2 separate regions of the Mus musculus genome follow, and region 1 is linked to region 2. The links are chromatin contacts, called in public promoter capture Hi-C maps. All regions are on one chromosome and are shown on one strand. The core of a region is the stretch at or near the end of the contact, and the rest is flanking DNA. Distances in the headings are between cores, read along the strand shown. Region 1 holds the start of Slc35b4 (solute carrier family 35, member B4). Region 2 holds the start of Gcc1 (golgi coiled coil 1).

Evidence for each region. Promoter capture Hi-C pulls out the DNA fragments that hold promoters and counts their contacts.
Region 1: a contact with region 2 is called in a promoter capture Hi-C map of liver, with 4 times the contacts expected there. The contact joins the promoter of Slc35b4 here to the promoter of Gcc1 in region 2. A contact is called at or near these places in 2 of 39 promoter capture datasets (liver and pre-B cells).

What each region holds. Positions count from the first base shown.
Region 1 is chr6:34,174,812-34,181,943 of GRCm38.p6, reverse strand. It overlaps Slc35b4 (solute carrier family 35, member B4), which reads left to right and starts at 4,890. Exons shown (of 10, transcript NM_021435.3): 1 at 4,890-5,166. The coding sequence starts at 5,090. It overlaps Gm13855 (a long non-coding RNA gene), which reads right to left and starts at 4,896. Exons shown (of 3, transcript XR_868963.3): 1 at 4,722-4,896; 2 at 3,580-3,739; 3 at 2,567-2,663.
Region 2 is chr6:28,415,809-28,423,499 of GRCm38.p6, reverse strand. It overlaps Gcc1 (golgi coiled coil 1), which reads left to right and starts at 1,776. Exons shown (of 2, transcript NM_028900.4): 1 at 1,776-3,215; 2 at 4,200-6,897. The coding sequence starts at 2,184. The coding sequence ends at 5,504.

The sequences.
Region 1 (7,132 bases), core at 3,641-6,140, 5.8 Mb before region 2:
ATGAAGATTTGGGGTTTTGTTTTGGGGTTGCAGTCTGGAGACAGCATGGAGCAGGGCTTAAAGAAGGTAGAGGCCAAAGAAAGCAGCATGTTAGAGGGCTTTATAGGAGAAGTAGATGCCAGCGAGAGGCTAGACTCTAGAGATACTGTGAGGCAGAGCCTATGAGGTTAAACAGACAGAAGGACAGACAGACAAAGGTGTGGTGGTGGGAAGGGAAGGAAGACTGAAAACCTTTCAGGATTTTCCCAAAAGAGAAGGCGTGATAGGTACTGCCCTTCGCAGAAAGGCCAGTGAGGCGGTAGATCAGGTAGATCATGTATGCACTGAAGTTGAGGGACTCGAGAATAAAGTTAGGGGAAAGCTCAACTTGGAGTTGAAACATGAGGGAGATTGTGGTGATAACCCCAGATACCCACCCATAGTCATATATGAAATGACAGAAGGCTCAATCACCAATGGTCCATGTTAAGGACACTAAGAGGAAGTGGCAGGTATGGAATTTTGAAAGAAAAACTCAGTAGTTAGAGGAACTTTCTATTTCCACAAAGGAAAATGGAAAGAGCAGAATCTTGTAGAGGAATTTTAATCCCGCAGCGCAGCTGCTCTGGCAAAGGGTCACATCCAAACACAGTCTAGGTCTGTGTGATCTGGATGGAAGGCAGACGTGCTCTGGATTACAGTATGATCTGGCTTGCTATAGACAAGCTCTTAGTGCACACCTTTAATCCCTAACAATGAAGGTAAGGTTAGTTTGTAGAAGGAAGCAGCCATATGCTAAAGTGGCATCGAATTGAGTGACAAATCAGAAAAAGATTTGACAGAATGAATCAGAGATAGGATACACCCAACCCTCAGGAGAGCAGACAGGAAGAAGCTACTTTAGAGCAACACTGTGAGAGAAGGTGTGTGTGTGTGTGTGTGTGTGTGTGTGTGTCAGTTTTAGCAGGACAGTTTCACAAACACGAGTGGCAGGGGAAACAAGCTAGACACAGAGAACGAGAAGGGTCCAGAAGATTAGAACAGATTGCCAGAGTTAGTATGAGGCCAGGAAGAGCAATTCAGTCAGAAGACAAGAGAAACCAGATTGAACCAGTCACCTTGGAAGATTAGAAGGTATGGAGACTAGAAGTTTCCAGGCATATGCCCAGGGATAGTCAGGACAGAGAAAGAAATGTTCCGGGCTCAGCCCAGTCCATGTATGTGCACAGGTTAGGTACAGCTCTCCTCTCATCCCTTCATCTGAGGAACTAAAAGTGAAATTGATAGCCTTGGCCTTAGAAACAGGAGCAAGATGAAGTCAGAAGCAGCTGAGAGACCAAGTCAGATGAGCTGGTGATGGAAATGCTTGATAAAGTCATTAGGGCTCTCTTGAGACTACTTTCCTTAATCTGGTTTTGATCTGAGGCATTTAAGAAGCTAATTGAAGGGTTTACAAAGCAGACTAAGAGACAGTGGCTAAACACTCAAAACTGGTCAAACTTCTGAAAGCCTGTGGAGTTCTCAGCCAAGAATGGGACATTTATATCACACCCCCCACCTACAAAGCTCAGGGAACATTGTGGAAGAAGTGACAGAAAGATTGGGGAGGTCTGAGGAGAAACAGTGTCCTCTATACTTGACAGAATTATTGCTCTCCGGAACTCAAAGCAGCTGTGGTTCCCTGCAAAAACTGCACAGGATGAAGCCAGTCAACAGTCCAGCATTGGTGGATTAGGGGCACAAGAGCCTTCACCTCTAGCTGAGGCGTTACCATCTGTTGATGGCTGCTGGGAGAGGGGTAGTCAGTTTTTCTTGGGTGTGTTGTCCCTGGTATGTTGATCATGCCTAGTGGGTGGCCCCTGACCATTCATATGTAGACTGCATCGCATCAATGTGTTTCAATGGGTTTCATATAAGAGTATACAAAGTTGGAAGGGGGACAAGTGTGCTGAGTTTCATGCTCTGGACAAGGGGTGGAGGTACATATTTAACACAGCAAAGCAGACCTGGCCTCCAGGTTTTCCCAGCATCCCCCAGTCCCTACCGGGCATATCCCATCCCCAACCCTGGACTTTCCAGCCCAGGGGCTGGGCTGTCCTTCCCTAGGAGGTTTTTCTATTCATTATCCATTGGTCTCAGCTTTTCCCCCTCCCTCTTTCCTTCTCTCTACCAGCATACTTTCTCTTTTTCTCTCCCCCTTCCCCTTTCTCTCCCTTCCCATGGCAACTTCCCTAGCCTCCTACTTTGGGGCCCAGTGTACTTGGCCTCCCGAGAGCAGTTTCCCAATAAGCCTGTATTTATATATATTTTAATTGGGCTTGAATTTGCTCATTTCTCTGGCGGAAAAATAATCTTTTAAGGTGCAGGATACATGAAGAGTTAAGGAAGGAGGGAGGGGTAAGTATGATTGAATAATTGTATGCATGTATGAAATTCTAAAAAATATATTAAAGGCATTTTAAAGTAGACTAAGAATATTCATTACTACTTGAAGACATTTGTCATTAAAATGAAGAAAAAGAAAAATAAACTTTCCTTACTTCTTTCTTTCTTTTGCTTTGGTGGGGCTTTTTGCTGGTTGGTTGGCTGGTTGGCTGGTTGGCTGGTTGGCTGGTTGGCTGGTTGGCTGGTTGGCTGGTTGGTTAGCTGGTTCGGTCTGGTTGGGTCTTTAGCATGCTTGCAGGCTAAGGAGAAGAAGGAATTCACAGATAGTTTTGTTGGCCTGAATTCTCTGAACCAGTGAGGGCAGGAATAGAGCAGTTTCTAGAGTGAGTTAATGAATAGTCTTCTACTCACTAGAGTGTGGCCCACAGACCAGGAGACCTGGCACGAACTCAAAGCTTGTTAGAAATGTTTAACCTGTGTTTAGTTTGTAGAAGAACCCAGAGTCAGCATTTGAACAAGAGCCCAGGTCATCGATATGTATAGTAAATATATTCTTACTAAAAACTGGGATAGGTTAAGACAGAAATACGGAGGAAGATCCAGAGCATATGCAGACACTCAGACTCCTTCTTCGTTCATTTACTTAAGTCTGTTTTGATTTTTATCTGAGACTCAGGAAGAGATGATTAGAACGCCCTTCAAGTACTTCCAAGTTTGGTGTGTGCATGGGAGCGGTAGATGAGAAGTGAAGCTTTGTGTGCCGTGAAATAATCTCCAGTCCAATCAGAGCTAAGGCTCAGCTTTTCTCTAGCCAGAAGCATCTACAGATGTCACCGCTTAGACATCAAACTTAGGTGTCTTCCTTATTTGGTTGGCAGTGGCTCTGATATTTTTGGGCTTAGTTTCGTGGTTCAGCAAATTGTTAAAGTCTCTCATGTGGCTCTATCATGTAGCCAGGCTTGAGAACTGAACTAAGTCAAAGTGAGGCTTCCCAGCCTTGGAGTTTCAATGACAGATGATCCTGGGTTCCATTCCCTATGGATTTCAGTTTAATCAGGCTGAGGTGACACTTTAAAGATGACCTACTGATGTCACTGACTCCGTCCCTCTAAGTACTTCCCCTTCCTCAACAGCTCTCAGCTTCAGCTACAGAAATCACCCGGGGAAACTCTGAGAATGCCAACGTTCAAGCACTCCAGTCAAAACTGGCCATACCTGGATGGGAGAGATGCTTTTGTGGTTGAGAGCACTGGCTGCTCTGGCAGAGAACCCAGGTTCAACTTGGAGCACTCAGGGAATGGCTTACAACCTCTGAAACTCCAGCTCTAGATCGGATGCCTTTGTCTGGCCTCTGAGCGCACCTGAAAGACATATGCTGCGCACATACAATGCTCACGTCAGCATTTAAGTGTTGAAAGGAAGCACGTGCCTTTTACCCTTCAGCTGAAGTCTTGTGGCATCAGTTACTGAGCCTCTTGGTGTTCACTCCGATTCAACAGCAATAGCAAGAAAGACTGCATGGTGACCATCAACTATGTACATAGGCCAGTGCCTTTGTGTTCTGTGTTTGTACACCTAGCAAGACCAGTTTTTCATAGATGCGATGAATTAACAGCCCTATTTCTTCCTATTATGTAAGACTAGTGCTACTGCTCAGAACTGTGCCCCTTCATACGTGTGATTGCATCAGCAGTGACACCACATGATGGGAGGCAATTTAGGGGATAAACATAAACACTCCGAAGTTTTCCTCAAGATTCACAACTAACTTGCCAGTGGCTTCCCCAACTTGTGACCCAGAGATCTCATCAGAATCCTGGCGCCTGCATGCTCTAAATGATGGTTACTGAGCACAATTTTTATTTGTGGTCCTGAACTTTGAATTTTCAATAAGCTCTAGTGCATTCTGAAATTGGGAATGTCTGTCTTTCAAAGGAGACTAGAAACAAGAACTATGGCAAAAAGAATGCCTTTTATCAGTTAAATTCAATATTTAATGAGCACCTTAAGCTGGCAAAATGCCAGCACAAGACATGTGTTCAGTGTCTCTACAAAAATCACGACATAAAGCAATACATTTACTGTATTAGTCTATTCTACAACAACTATTAGTAAGACAGGCCTATCTTCCCCTGTGATGAGAGTGGAGTACTAAGCCAATGCTCTAAACAGGCAGTTTAAGCCAAGGCTCAATCTCAAAACTTTTAGGTTCGCTGTTGTCCTAGAATTCGGTTTAGATGTTACAGGAATTTCTACATTCTCTCAGTTGCAGGTGAGTTGTTACAGATGCTAGAATACTCTAATGAGAAGTCAGTTACAGGGAGCACACAAGCTATTTCGTTGAATCCCATTCCAACCTTTATGGTACTGAACACGAACAGCATTGGGACTTCATTTCCCAGAAGGCAGTGCGACACCGACTCACGCGAGCCTTCGGGGGAAACTTGCCTGTTTTTTTCACGCCTGCCGTAAAGGCGCGCGGTCTGCTGGGACATGTAGTTTGGTTAGCCCTAGGACGCCCCCTCAAATGAATGGGACCGGGTATGACTGAGAACTACAGCTCCTGGTCTGGCCGCGTCGGTGGCAGCTGCGGAGGAAGAGTTGATCAAGACGGCCCTCAGGGAGGGAACCGCTGGCGGTGGTGATGTTGCGCGCGGATTTTCTAGGGTAGCGAACTGAAAGGGCGCTTTTTCTGCGCGCTGGCTCCCCGTGCCCCGCACCGGCCATGCGCCCGGCCTTCGCGGTGGGCCTGGTGTTCGCAGGCTGCTGCAGTAATGTGATCTTCCTAGAGCTGCTGGCCCGGTGAGTGACCCTCTCGGGCCGCGCCCGGGTTCTCGAAGCTGGTCCGGGGTTGCTAGCCCTGGCCGCCTCCCTAGTGCGCTGCACGGGATACCCACGCAGTCAGCTACTCTGCAGCCCTGGCACTCCTCCATTCGTTAGCATCCAGGTGACAGGAACATCCAGAGTGCTGCTGTCGGCATCTCCAAGCCACACTTTGGGGAGTTTGAAGCCTGGAGACTTTCTCACGTGACCGATCCTAGGTCTCTAGGAGCACCCTCTCCAACTACTACTCATCCAACTCTAGCACCTTTCGCTGACCAGTGAATGAATGACACGTGTCTGTCTGGAGCAAAACTTTTCTCACAGAAAGTTTTGTGTGTGTGTGTGTGTGTGTGTGTGTGTGTGTGTGTGTGTTGACATGTTTTGCGAAACATTTGTTTTTGTTGGTCGTAGAGATAGATGGTTGTGAGCACTTGGCTTAGACTCATATGTGAGTGATGTGGTGCAGATAACAACTGAGCTGTCACCATGGTCCCTGGGCATTTCGCACATCACAGTCTTTCGTTGAGAAGCGTGCTCTTTGAAGTGTAGATTGGGAACAGGATTGGCTTTGTGGTGTGGTGTCTTGCAAATAACGTTGGGTAACTATGTGCAAAGTTCAGTAGGCAGAAGTTAGAAAAGAGACAGGAGATGAACTGGAAAACGATTAGGACTAAACAGCTCCAGTTAGTTATTTAAGGTTTGGAGCTTCGGTCTCCTTTTTCAGACAGTTCAATACTCAGTTCAGAGTCACTAGCTACAGGTTTCTATCTATATACTGCTTAGGGCAACCCTGTGACCAAGAGTTACATTGTTTTGTTGAAAGTGAAACAGATGCAAAGTTGGGCATCTTTTCACTATTTGGAAGTGGCAGAGCAAAAATGGGCTGGACTGTATCTGTCTAAGCTCCTAGCCCAGTAACATTTCCAGATGCCTTCCATTTTTGAACTTGAGTTTTGAACATGGTGTGATGTCTGTTGGAAATTTATCCTGTTTGATACTGTTGGTTTGAATCCTTCAGAAGTAAGCAGTTTATTTATGATCAAGTCTGTATGTGTTATAGTTTGCTTTTAGAGAGCTTACCGTTTTATTATGCAGAGTGTTGATGAAGATCGATTGTCTTGGGAGTGGACAGGAAGATGAAAATGAAAAAGAAGTTTCTGGATACACTTCAAAGGCAGAAAACTTTGGAATTCAATCTATTTAATATATTTTTAAATAAGAAAGTGATATATATTCAGGCTAGCTATAGAAACAAAGTCAGATAATTGCATTGAATATGCCACTAAATTATGTGAAACCTGTGTGTTCTAGCTTGTGAGCTCTTGGCTAAAACACTTTTCTCAACCATCAGAGGGGTGGGTGATAACAGCTTCATCCCCATGGATTTTGAAGGTGAATGAGAAATGCCTACCTCACGTTGGTGACTTCCCTAGCCTTCTCCCTTACAATTTGTCTCAGTGCAGGCGTACGTTGTTTTTGTGAGGGTCCAGAAAAGTTCTGTGTGTATCCAGAAATGGATTCCTTTCTCTTTATAAAGTCTTTTCATTCTTTATAGGAACTTTTATTTAGAATTTTATTAGGATCAATTTGTAAATGAATCCAAATTCCTTATTTAACTTTACATATATATAAATCTGCATTTTTGCATACAACTGAGGGTTTTCCTTAAGACGTAAGGAAGTGGGCTTATTAATGCAATGTATAGTACATTAGACTGATAACAACGTATGCCTGATTTGCTTAAGTAAACTCTTCACACTGTCGAGCCGTGAAAGCCGACCCGATTCGTCCAGATAGCCTTTAAAGTTCCTTCTAGATATGATCTTGAGATTTGTGGCTTTAATCTTGAGAAATCACCGTAGAAACTTCTCAGAAAAGCAGAAGCTGTGCTTTTTAAATGGCTTCCTTGGAACACTCAGGTGTTAACTCTAAATACAAAGGCTGC
Region 2 (7,691 bases), core at 527-3,026:
CCAGGCGCGTTTGCGGAAGAACTGAAGTCTAGGGAGGCCTGGCAGCCTGCCTGGGGACCAGGGCTTGGAAGGGGACTTGTTCTGGGTCTCCGGTGACCGCAGGACTTTGCTTTACTCTTAAGTGGTAAACTTGCATTCCTGAGAAGACTTTGATAGAGTCGAAAAGTACATTTAAAAGATTCTCAAAGTAGCTCATTGTCTTTTGTTTTGAAACACTATGTCCACTATGTAGCCTTGGGTGGTCTGGAACTTGCTATGTAGACCAGCCTAGTCTCGAACTCACGGAGATGTGACGGCTGCCTTGGCATCTTGAGTAGATTTTTATTACAGAAATATTTTCTTAAAACCCGTTGTCACTCTTATTTCATCTCTTTCCCTCCCCGCACCCCTCTCACAGGCTTGGTATCTTCATAATGTCACAGGAATCTTATTTTGTTTCTAGCTCCTCCCCACCCTTTTTTTTTTTTTTTTTTCGAGACAGGGTTTCTCTGTATAGCCCTGGTTGTCCTGGAATTCACTTTGTAGACCCGGCTCGCCTCGAACTCAGAAATCCACCTGCCTCTGCCTCCCAAGTGCTGGGATTAAAGGCGTGCGCCACCACGCCTGGCTCCCTCCCCACTTTTATTTCGTGTTCATGTGTGGAGGTGTAGCTCTCAGAGGACAACCTGTGGGAATATGTTCTCTCTTTCCACCGTGTGGGCCCTGGTGATAGAACTCAGGTCAGATCATTGGGCCTGGGTGGAAAGTGCCTTTACTGCTGAGTCGTCTTACAGTCCCCACAAGAGTCTTGATGGAAAAGAAAAAGGAGACTTGATGGTGTGCTCTTGAGATGAAAATCTTTTCATGTCTTGTCACCTAAGGTAAAATCTAAATGCCTTTAAGTTGGGTCCTTTGTTCCAGCCTCATCAGTAGCCACCCTTCTCCCACACCATAAGCTTCCTGGGCAAGTTAGGCTCACTGATGCCTGACGTCCCTATACACCTTTCCACTTTCCTCCATGCTGGTTTCCCACATCTGCATTGAGCTTGGCAGTCTACTCATCTCTCAAACTTCAAATCATTTCCCCTAAGAGTCTCTGTCCTGGCAGGTGCCTCATCTCCTTTATACCACTTCTGCAATGCCCCGACACACTAGTGTGAAGGCAGGAGCTACCTGTTTGAATCTCTGTGTCCTTGCTGTTAGGAGTTTCTTGGGACAAGGCCATGCTTCTTCAGTAGTGCTATCTGGCATAGCATGTAGTATGTTGAGAGGCAGACTGAGATAGGACTCCTAAACTTCCTAGCTGAGTGACATTGGACATGTTACCCCTCTGTACATTTTACTCTATGTTCCCGTAAGTGTAACTCTTGTGACACAGCCCTGACCCCAGCATATGCTGGTATGCAAGATGGGCCTTATGGCTATATAATGCCCCTTTTACTAATCAGAACTAAGGGAGGGAGCTATTATGCTTTACGTTAACCAGGTACCGGCCTCGTTTTCCTAGTATGAGTCCTAACTGTTGCCCCAAATGTTGGACATTGCCCCAAATAGTTTGATGCGTCTTTCATCTATGTTTTTGGGGCAAATGCAGTGCGACGTCGCCCCCTGTCGCTCACTGGTGGTAGCTTGAGGGCAAAGTTAGGCATCTCCAAACCACTGCTCAGGTGCTTGCTCTAGACTTACCTACGGGTTACTCCCTCTCCAGGCCACCAGCAGACACGGTGCGGAAGCCCCACCCATCTCACGCCCACGGCGGGGCGGGGTCTGTGGCGTTTTGCTGCCGTCACTTCCAGGAGACCCGGAAGCGGTGCTGTTCCAGTTGTTGGGAAATCGTGATGGAACCCGGCTTAGTGTAAACCCTGGGCTTATCGTGGGCGGAGGGAGGCGGGTCTAGGTTGCGGTGGCCACAGGAGCGGCTAGGGCGGGACAGGCTCAGGGCCTGTACTGGAGAGCCTAGGCTGACTGCTCCTGCTAGGTCAGCGTCACTCCGCCTCCAGGTTGGAACTGGCTCCCACCTTCGGCCTGGCTCCTGCAGTGCTTTTGCCTGGCCACCGCGGCCCCTCATCCCGCCCGGACCGCTGGACGGACCGGGTGTATTGCCTGCAGCCAGACGGTTCTCTCTGCTTCACTTTTAGCTGTCCCTGTGGCTCTGCCCAGGGCTGCAAGAACGTTGACGTGGAGCGGTCCACGCCAGAACCCCCATGGAGAAGTTTGGGATGAATTTCGGGGGCGGCCCAAGTAAGAAGGATCTCTTGGAGACCATCGAGACACAGAAAAAGCAGCTTCTCCAGTACCAGGCAAGACTCAAGGATGTGGTGCGTGCCTATAAAAGCCTGCTGAAGGAGAAAGAAGCCCTGGAGGCCAGCATCAAGGTACTGTCGGTATCCCACGAGGCGGATGTAGGCCTCTCAGGTGTGCAGCCTCCAGGTCTCACGTTTCCTGATTCTGTGGATGACCGGTGCTCCACTCACAGTGAGGACAGCACCGGAACTGCCACTAGCTTGGATACCGCAGCCAGTCTTACAAGTGTCAAGGGTGAATTTGGGGTTGAAGATGACAGAGCGGCCCGTGGACCACTTCCCCCAAAGTCTGAAGAGGCCAGTGGGTCAGAGAGTGGCGTTAGTAGTAGCAGTGGGGATGGGCCATCTGCCGGTAGTGAGATGGACAAAAGAGTGCATCAGCTGAAGACTCAGTTGGCCACTTTGACTAGCTCCTTGGCGACAGTCACTCAGGAAAAGTCCCGTATGGAGGCGTCTTACCTGGCGGATAAGAAGAAGATGAAGCAGGACTTAGAGGATGCCAATAAAAAGGCAGAGGAAGAGCGGGGTCGCCTGGAGGGAGACTTGAAGGTGCTGCAAGAGCAGATAGCAGAAACCAAAGCCCGCCTCATTACACAGCAGCACGATCGTGCCCAGGAGCAGAGTGACCATGCCTTGATGCTGCGCGAGCTTCAGAAGCTCTTGCAGGAGGAGAGGACCCAGCGCCAGGACCTGGAACTTCGCTTAGAAGAGACCAGAGAAGCCTTGGCAGGGCGGGCATATGCCGCTGATCAGGTCGAAGGGTTTGAACTGCAGACCAAGCAGCTGACCCGAGAGGTAGAGGAGCTGAAAGGTGAGCTGCAAACCATTCGAGATGAGAAGAACCGACCAGACCCCCGGCTGCAGGAGCTTCAGCAAGAGGCTGCCCGTCTTAAAAGCCATTTCCAGGCCCAATTGCAGCAAGAAATGAGGAAGGTAATTATTCTCATATCCTTCAAATAGTCATTTTAGCTTACATAGGAAATTATTATTTTTCTCTTCTGGTCATTAGATAACTGTAATGCATCCCTATGTGTGTGTGTGTGTGTGTGTGTGTGTGTGTTTGTTTCTCTGTGTGTGTTTTCATGAGGCAGGGTCTTACCATGTAACCCAGTCTGCCCTTGAACTCACAGGGATTTGCCTGCTTTTCCATACCAAGTGCTAGGATTAAGGGCACCCCTCTCCCCACTTAAGGCAGGGTCTTGTTTTAGTCAAGGGATGCCTGGTGAGATAGCGTGAGTTGTTAGTGTGAGTACTGGGACTTTGGTCTGGTTCCACATTCCCAACATGCATAGTGATATTTGATGCCAAGTGAAAAAATTGCATCAGTGAGTCCCGTGAAGTGTGGCTTTGTGTGGTGTCCTTCTAACAGGATGAAGAGTTCCTGAGTATTTCTGGGTTCAAGCCAGATAGCTCTATCTAGGCCTTGGGTGTTGGCATCTTACCAGCTGTGCTGCTTGAGGTGATACAGTGACAGCTGTGTAGGGAAAGCTTGTGTGTATCCTGAGAAGTGTGTGCTTCTAGGTAAGGTGACTGGAGGAAGCAAAGGGGATTTTCCCCAGAAGAAATGCCTTGTGTATACGCTCAGGTGAGGTTTGCCTCAACTGTTTTATAGTGTTCCCTTTCAGTAGAGAGAGGGATCTAGGTTGGGTTTGAATTTACAGGCATGTTGGGAAAGGGAAAGAATGTTACACGGTTTCTTTAAATGATTTGGCTAACAGAAACATACTTTGTATTCAAGCTTAATGAAGAATGGAAAACTATGGTAGAAAGGGCACTTCAGTTAAAAATCCCCAGTTCCCACTTGTTCTGGGTTATTCCAAGCCCTGTTCACTTCTCTGTCTCCTCCCCCACACCCAGTTGACTCTAGGGGTTTTGTGACTTTCCTGGATGCCTTGTCACCTGTTCTTTGCTTTGCAGACAGCCCTTGCAGAGGACCAGCTCCGCCAGCAGTCTCAGGTAGAAGAGCAGAGAGTAGCAGCCCTGGAGAGCCAGATCTCTGAGGTATCTGAACTGCTGGGCACCTACGAGAAAGCCAAGCAGAAAGACCAGCTGGCCATCCAGAAGCTGAAGGAGCGACTTCTGCAGCTGGACCTGGAGAACAAGACACTGGCCCTCGCAGCCTCTAGCCGGTCCTCCCTTGACATCCATGGCGACGAATCCAGTCTGGATATCAATGTCTTGAAGGACAAGATGGAGAAGCTCAAGAAGCTACTACAGGTTGCAGCTAGGAAAAGCCAGGTGACCCTGGATGTGGAGAAGCTCTGCGACCCTGAGATAATGGCCAACTCCGAGGCTGCTGACGGGGAAAAGGCTACCGCGCTCTACTACCAACAGGAGCTGAAGCAGCTGAAGGAAGAGTTTGAGCGGTATAAGATGCGAGCCCAAGTTGTGCTCAAAAGCAAGAACACCAAAGATGGGAGCCTGGGGAAGGAGCTGGAGGCAGCACAGGAGCAGCTCGCAGAGCTGAAGGACAAGTATATCTCCCTGCGGCTGTCCTGTGAGGAGCTGGAAAGCCAGCACCAGCAGGAGGCTGAGGACTGGAAGCAGGAACTGGCCCGGCTGCAGCAGCTCCATCGGCAGGAACTGGAGCGCAGCCAGCTGGACTTCAGGGACCGCACACTGAAACTGGAGGAGGAGCTACACAAGCAGCGGGACCGGGCCCTGGCTGTGCTCGCGGAGAAGGACTTGGAGCTGGAGCAACTACGTTCTGTGGCCTTGTCCTCTGGGTTGCCAGGACGCAGAAGCCCCGTGGGAGGAGTGGGTGGTGGAGGTCTTGGGGACCCAGCCGACACAGCCTCCTCAGATAGCTTGACCCAGGCCCTGCAGCTTGCTGCAGCCAACGAGCCCACCTTCTTTCTTTATGCTGAGCAGTTGGCCCGCAAGGAGGTGGAGATCACATCTCTGAGGAAGCAGAAACACAGGCTGGAGGTAGAAGCCCATCAGCTGCAGGAAAGGCTGCTGGAGGAGGGCGAGCGGCATCGAGAGGAGGTTGGAGCCCTCCAGAGCCACATCGAAAAGAATATGAGGGACCAGAGCAGGGAGGGAGCCAACCTGGAATATCTCAAAAACATCATCTACCGCTTCCTGACCCTGCCCGACAGCCTGGGCCGCCAGCAGACGCTCACCGCCATCCTCACGATCTTGCACTTCAGTCCTGAAGAGAAACAAGTGCTAATGCGGCTCCCAAGCGGTGGGAGCTGGTGGCCTTCCGGCAAGAGATGATAGATACTTTTTGTTTTCTTACCAACTCCTGAAATCTCCGTGCCTCTTTTATTGTGGGAAGGGCAGGCTCGGATTTCTACGGCCTCTTCTCTTGCATTCTTATTTATTTCTTCACTGTGTTGAACTCAGAGCAGTTCAAAGTAGAATGGGATTATCTGCCAAGTGCCATTAATGCAGTTTTATCCTTGGGCTCTCAGGGTACTGCCAGTATTGAGACAGCATCTCGTAGTGGTCTGTATGTGGAGCAGGTTAGGGAGAAAGGCTGGGGGTAGGAGGTGCGAGTTAGGGAAATGGTGAGGGTCTTAATAAATAAGATATTGTATAATGCTTCTGGCTCAGAGCTAGGAATAAATGTGACTCCCAGGGGAGGTCATCTGACTTTGGAACATATACAGTAACTATGTATGTATTCCTTCACAGTCAGCATCTGGCCCACTTGTGTCTTAATTCTCTGGGGACATACATCAAGCTAGGAAGAGACCAGGGAGTTAAAAACAGTGACGGTTTGTCCCAAGGGCTGAGGACTAGTGAGTTCCTCCCAAAACTTGGAACCTTGCTTCCAGGAACCAGCTGAGCCCTTTGTGCCCATCCCAGAGAGGGTCCCGAGCAGCCATGTGAGCTTAGCGATCTCCAAAGTGGTCCTGTTTGGTCCAGGACGGGGTTAAAAACAAACCTCTCCTGCTTAAGGCAGGCAGAGAGTGGGAGTGATGACTTCATGGTCTTCCCTTCAACATGGAGCTTGTAGAAGAGATGACATCTTTGCTTCTTTCAGAGCATTTGGACAGTAAGCCGGGACCTGCAGGGATACGAGGAATTTCTGCCAAGATGTATTCCCAGCTGTGTTTGCTTTTGCAGGGACAGGAAAAAGGAGGTAATTTGCTGCAGATTCCAGAACACTGTTAGGACCCTCCCAGGAAAAGCAGAGTTCAGCTGAAATACTTTCTGCCCTATGATCCTGGCAGAGGTTAATTCTATTCTTTATTTTCTTTTGGTTAATTCTGTTCTTTAAGGAAAGTAGCTCTCAGAAAATTTGGGTCAAAGCACTATGAGTTGCCAATTCTTTTCTTTGATCAGTCTGCTCTTCCTGGTTATAAAGACCTTTGGACCTGAAAGATCAATGTTTGGCCATTAATATATATCTTTTTGCTATTTTTATTATCGAGATCTGTTTTGTGAGGGTTTGGGGTGCAGAAAACTTTGATTAACGATGTTTTCAGTGGGAGGAGGTGACCTGATTATCTGCGGGAGCAGACTTCAATGGAACAGAAGTGATGTCTTTGTAGTAATAACAATGGTCATTAAACCTGAGTGACTTGAGCTGTGTTTTCTTAATGGTGGTGTCTATACATCTGGACACAAGTAGAGTGTGAAAATAAATGGTGAATGAAAAGGCTAGATATATAGTTCCTTATATTGATCTCTGAGCTCAAATCCATATTCCATTATGTAAATCCATGAGCTTCACTCCAGGGAGGGATACCTCAGGGCTTTAACTGCCTGACAGATAACAAATTTCTTAGGTTGGAATTGTGTGTGTGAGAGCGTGTGTGCACAGCCATGATGGAAAAGCTTTCTAAAGGGTTTAGTGAGTAGGCTTGATGCTTCCATAATTACTATTCATACCTAGAAGCAATCTGTTATGAGTGCTTCTTTTTCACTACAATCAGGATTCATGGTACCCTGGAAAGTTATCTCAGGACATCAAGCTAATAAGCTAATAATAGACTTCCTTCATTTCTTTGTCTTGCTCCCTCTGAGAAGATATCCTGTGGTTGCTGGCATTTCTAGGTGGCTCTAGGAAGGACAGAAAGATCCACAGGCACAGTTGCTTTTCCAGAGCTAGTGTTTGCTGAGCTTAAATATTCTCTCTCTCCTTTTTTAAAAAATAAATTTAAAAAACCCCAACTTTTAACTCTTGTTTTTATGTGTAGGAGTGTTTTGCCTGCTGCATGTTTGACTATGTTTCACATGCATACCTTGTACCCCGAGGAGTCAGGGAGGTTGGCACATCCCCTGGAACTGGAGTTACAGACAATAGCAAGTTCCCAGGTAGATGGTAGGAATTGAACCTGGAAGCTCTAGAAGAGCAGTAATTGCCTTTAACCACTGAACCATCTCCCCAGCCCCTTAGAGTCTCTTGCTCAAGTATTTCGACCACTTAGAAGTTTCTGCAGTAATCACAGTCTG